Linked DNA regions of Lactuca sativa: region 1 is linked to region 2. Evidence: chromatin contacts called from public Hi-C data. All regions are on one chromosome and are shown on one strand. The core of a region is the stretch at or near the end of the contact, and the rest is flanking DNA. Distances in the headings are between cores, read along the strand shown. Region 1 holds the start of LOC111907280 (telomere repeat-binding protein 5). Region 2 holds the start of LOC111907281 (scarecrow-like protein 14).

Region 1 (2,989 bases), core at 198-2,697, 140 kb after region 2:
ATGAAATGGTTAAAATTGACATGCTTTAATTCAGAGAATCTGATAATCTATGATATATGTAATGGTCCTAACTTTGATCTACTCCAAATTGGGAAACTTTTTCATGATCTTGGATACAAAAAAGGTAACGATTTATAATGGCCCATGTATAGATTTAAAGATTCTTGAAACCGAAAAGGTAACAATAACCTATTCTAATGAATGAATTCAAGATCCCTGAGATCAGATGAAAAGAATGATCGAAAGCACTTTTTTAACATATTAAAAAAGGATTCAAATATCTAAAATCAATCATATATGCATTAACAACTACATAAGTGAATGGATCAAATTAGTAAAACCAAAACACACCAATATTTCTGTAAGAATAACATTTCAATATTTCATATCCATAAAAGCTCTAAAACCCCACAGTATTTCTCAATTCGTGAAATTAGAATTCTAAGAGGAGTGTTGAAAAAAGAAACCGAAGTTAAAAATTGCAGAAACGAAAAGGGCATAAGGAAATTCAAAACCCTTACAAAACCCTGAAGAAGATAGAAGCATAGAGACATTTATACGAACACATAAACGACACTTACAATTGCATAAAAATCGTCTTAAACTCAAAATAATAAAAAAAGAATAAAAAAATGGAATAATTAAAAAAATCAATCAATCAAGAAACAAACACCATGATCAGTAAAGAAGAAGAATTTATCGATCGCGTCGTATAACCAGAAATTACTAACGAAAATAAACAAATTCTACACATAACACGTCAGATCGCACCAACCAGAATCAAAAATCGAGAATAATAAGAACACATTCACCGATTAAGATTGAGTTTAAGTCAAGAAATTCATCAAAGTTTAAGTTCTGTTTCAATAAACACCTTTAATACCCCCGGGATTTTGCCAATAATTCACCAAACATTTTCTTCAGATTCCGGACAACAAATTCTGGAAGATCGGAAAATTCCCAGAGAATTCAAACCGTAAAACCCAAATTCACAAACTTTTCATCGATCAAACAGAACCCATTAGAAAAAAGGAAGAATTTTTCCTCTTCCCTTTTCTTGATCAGTCTTCTCATCGCCACATAATGTTGTTTGAAACGCAATCTCTTCTTCCAAATTAAATCTCTTCTTTCAATTTCGCTCTCTCTCTCTCTCTCTCTCTCTCTCTCTCTCTCTCTCTCTCTCTCTCTCTCTCTCTCTCTCTCTCTCTCTCTCTCTCTCTCTCTACAAATCCTTGAAATATAACGATCGAAAGAACATGAACATGAACCAGAACAAAAACAAAAACAAAAACCCTCTGAAAACCACCCAACGATGGCCTTAAACCCCCCAGCTGTTTATACTCATTGACCCTTGTTACCGAATGGATCGGTAAAAGGCTCCAAGTGGTTACCGGCGAGAGCAGGTTACACACACACACCCCCTATAAGACCGGTTCTACGCAACAAGGTGACCCACACAAGCCTCCGACATACTGCCAGATGGTGCCACGTGGAGAGGAACAGAGAATCCTATGGTTGTGAGAGCATTAGTGAGATCGAGAAAAACGTTGGGTCACGAAGGGAGCAAGGGTGGTTTTGTAATTTACTGTCACGGTTATTTTCACTTTCAGACATCCATTTGAATTGAAATTTCTATTTTTAGACAAAAGCCTTACCACAATCCACTCTATGCCCAATTTTATTACCAAAAAAAGAAACTAATGTTGACCCATTTTGCTTAAATTTATGACCATATTATTCTATGGACATCATATTTTCAACTTTATTCTTAATAAAAAAATAAAAAATCCAGAGCTTTTAAGTTTTGTCATGTGTATAGTGATATCCGTTTACTTTTTCAAGTTAATTATTGTGATTGAGTGAAAGTTTGAAATGTATTATTATGAGGACAAATTAATATATATTTATGTTGATAAATAAAAATTACACCATATTTTCTTCTAAGGTTATACTCATCACTAATCACTATAGTGGTGGGTGTCAACTCATCACCATATTCAACTACTAAAATGTTTTGATATCTACCATTATATCTAGGGGTACCAAAAAAACCCGAACCCGACCCTAACCCGAATAAGGTAATTAGGGACGGGTTCAATAGGGTTAGAATTTCAAATCAGGTTATTCGGGTTAGCCCGACAAACCTTATTTGTAGTTAGGGTCGGGTTTATGGTTGATTTTTACAAAAAAAAAAATTGGGTTTCGGGTCAACCCGAATAATCCGGTTAGGAATTCACAACTTTTACATATTTCACTGCTTTCTATTTGAACAGTACAAAAAAACTACAAACCCTTTGAAAATGTAAATTTTTGTGACTCTAGAAACATACGAGGGTCAAGTAACTCTCATTTGTAAAGTTGAGTCAAAAAATATACAAAACCTCCACATCTCAAAAGTACTGGAGCGGATGAGAAAGTAAATATTTTATTTTGATAGTTATTTTTACTTTAAACTAACGATAAACATGAATAAACTACATGATATTGATCGTTAACTAGAGATTGAAAGCTCATTTATTCAATATTTATAATGGAAGAACTCTTTTTAGCTATTGTGGTATGCATGATTTCTCATATGTTGTAATAACCATGAGGTCCATGAACTTTTATTTTTAATTTATTTCAATTTGTATGCATTTTTTATGTTAAGAAAAGAGTAAAAAAAATGGTTTAAGTTTATATCAGATTGCACTGTTGAAAAAAACATATATATTATGTTTAAATTAAGTGTTTAGTGTATTAACCCGACTAACCCGGCTAACCCGACCCTATTTACCTGAAACTCGATTAACCCGCACCCGACCAACCCATATCTTAATAGGGTCAGGTGCCGAGTTAAATTATTTTTTGTGAAAACCCGACTCGTTTAACCCGAAACTCAATCCGGTTGACCCGATTAACAACCCTAATTATATCCCTCTTATTTTTTTATTATTAAAATAAAAAATACATATTTTTTAATTAATTAATATGTAGGGAGAGGTAGAGA
Region 2 (2,741 bases), core at 6-2,505:
GATGTGTGTGTTTACCATTGAATTCAATGTGCTGAAACCATCATTGGTAACGCTAGTGGTAGAGCCAAACGAAGACAACAAAGGGTATTCAAGAGAATGTGTTTGTGGAAATGATGATGATTTGGCTTCAAGAGAATCACCACCAGGCCATTGAGAATCATTGGAGTTGCTACTGTTTGTACTGTAGTCACTTGCGCTACTGAATAAGTTCTCTTCGGGGATTTCAACGTTTGAAGGAGGGTATTTCTCAACAAGGGCTTCATAGAATGATTCCTCTGTTGCTTGTAGAGCTAACGGGTCATGAAACATGCTCTGTTTAGCCTCCATATCCTCTTCCACGAGAATCTGGTTTATGTACCTAACAACACAATCTGAAAAGTCATCGGGGGAGTCTACTTGTGTGGACATGCGTGAAGAGGAATCTGAAGTATAGGGGCCAGAATTTGGTTCCCTGTTAGGAGCTTCTAAAAAGCTGAGATCTAAAGGTTCTTCTCTGAATCGGTATCCATTAGCAAGGCCTGGCGACTGACCAAAGATAGGCAGGATACTCTCATCATCCAAAGAGAAACTATTGATGTAATCAGAGAACTCATCATGCCGCGGTTCCATAATCATCGATGCTTAGTTTCCGCTACTTCTGGATAAAATAAATAAAAAGTAATTAGACAAAGTTTATAACTACAATTTCTAGAAACAACAATATACCAGAAATAAGCATAGTTCATCTGAAAAACGGTACGAATTCAACAACGCAACTCATCGCATATATAAGACCGTATATAAAAAAGGACATAAAAACCCTAAAATCCAGCGATGGATCTAATTAGTAACGAATCAGTCAAAATTAGTAATAAGAAACAGAAGAATCAATACCTAATTAACGCGAACTAAGTGCAAAAATCACAGACCTAGATAGAAACAGTTGTTTGGATGAAGGGCTGATAATATGAGATCTGGAGAAACAAAGAAGAAAGAGTTTTCCCACGAAAGGGGTGTGAAATGGGGAGCAGTTGGTTGTGTACCTTTATAAACCGTGTCAACGAAGAATCAAGAATGCAGGTGAGTTTACTCGAACGTCGGCTACACCGGCTACAGCAGTCGATCGTGGTTGTGTTTGGTTGTAGTCGTGGCCTCGTGGGTTTTGTTGACTTGACCTCCTCTTTCTTAGTTGACGAGAAAAAACAAGTGATAACATTATTAAAAAAAAAATCGAGCCACTTTATCTTACCAAACAAACTTTTGACCATAAAATAAAAAAATAAAAAAAAAAAAAAGTGATTATGGTTAATTTATTAAAAAGTAGCATTTTTACTTTAAAAAAAAATTATAAATATAAACTCGGGATTTTATGACATTAAAATTAGCTAAACTAGACAAATCTGTTAAAGGTTCTTTAAATTATATGTAAGTTGTTAATGTATCTTTGGTTATTGGGATACTATTACTAACAAAAACAACCTGAGCAAGCTTGGTGAGTTGTTACCCAAATCGGCTTTTTAAATGATTTATTTAGAACGGCTGAATATTATAAAATTTGGAATACTTTAGCAAGTAAGAGCAAAACAAGCAATAAATTCCAACTAACACTGAATATATGCTTTCAATGAACTAAGCAAATGCTATTATAAAATATAAAGCTAAATTAAAAAATAAAGTTGGAGATGACATGAAGTTTATTTCATTCTTTGTGATAAAAAAAACAAACATTTACGATACATATTACTCACTATTTAGGCTAAACAATGTCATGACGTTTTTGTCGTCATCATTCCGACGTGGCATCTAGTGTCTGCGACAAACACCGACATTTTATTCTTTTTTTGTCGGCGGCAATATGTTAGCGCCATACTATTGTTGATTTCTCTATCTTCTTTTGCCGTTCAAATTCATTCTCTCACTCTCCTCATTCTACCATCTTTTGCCAATATTTGTCTTCCAACACCACACTTTAGCTTCTAGCAAAAATGACAAAAATGTCAACATTAATGAGGTGGAATTGTGGTCTCATCAGCACCATACCGTTCAGTCTTATATTTATAAAAGATGATGAAAGTAAATTATGTTATGACAGCTATACTCGTAAAATTCATAATAATGTTTGTTATAATGTTCACTAATGATGAATATAGATGAGAAAATATGTGGAATCTAATGGTCGTTCACTAAATAATATTTCATAACACTCCCCCTTGAATGACGATTGTATCATGTGTCGTTAAAACTTTTATAGGTAAAATCTCATGGGAAAAAACTCTTATTAATGAAAAAGGGTACATGATTAATAATAGACATTGGAAATAATTATTTCGTTAAAAACTTTGCTAAGAAAACCTTATGGAAAAAACTTAGCTAAGGAAAAAGTAATATGCTTCCAACTCCCCCTATAGACACATCACTTGATTTCCTTGAAGTGTTGCATACTAATATTTCACACTATCTTTACACATTTGGATGTAGGAAGTGTTTTAGTGAATAAATCACCCAAGTTGTTTCTTTGATGAATTTTCTAGATGTTGGTGTTGATGGGTTTTAGCTATAAGAACATCCTATGTGCTCATGCAAACCCTAATGCTTGGATTAGATTTCTCTATTGTACATGCAATGTATCCAAGACTTACAATCTTAGATCTAACATATTCTAAACTGAAATTAGGGTTTAGAGAATTACCTTTGATTGTTATGTAGCAATAACATGTTGGATTAATGTCTAAGTCCATAACTATAATTGGTAAGACTTGACC

Evidence for each region. Hi-C and Micro-C count contacts between places; a contact is called where the count stands out from the background.
Region 1: a Hi-C map of leaf shows a contact between it and region 2, with 3 times the contacts expected there. The contact joins the promoter of LOC111907280 here to the promoter of LOC111907281 in region 2. A contact is called at or near these places in 2 of 4 Hi-C or Micro-C datasets (both in leaf).

What each region holds. Positions count from the first base shown.
Region 1 is chr5:342,017,072-342,020,060 of Lsat_Salinas_v11, forward strand. LOC111907280 (telomere repeat-binding protein 5) reads right to left here and starts at 1,448. Exons shown (of 10, transcript XM_023903059.3): 1 at 875-1,448.
Region 2 is chr5:341,882,046-341,884,786 of Lsat_Salinas_v11, forward strand. LOC111907281 (scarecrow-like protein 14) reads right to left here and starts at 1,256. Exons shown (of 3, transcript XM_023903066.3): 1 at 1,023-1,256; 2 at 1-634. The coding sequence starts at 615.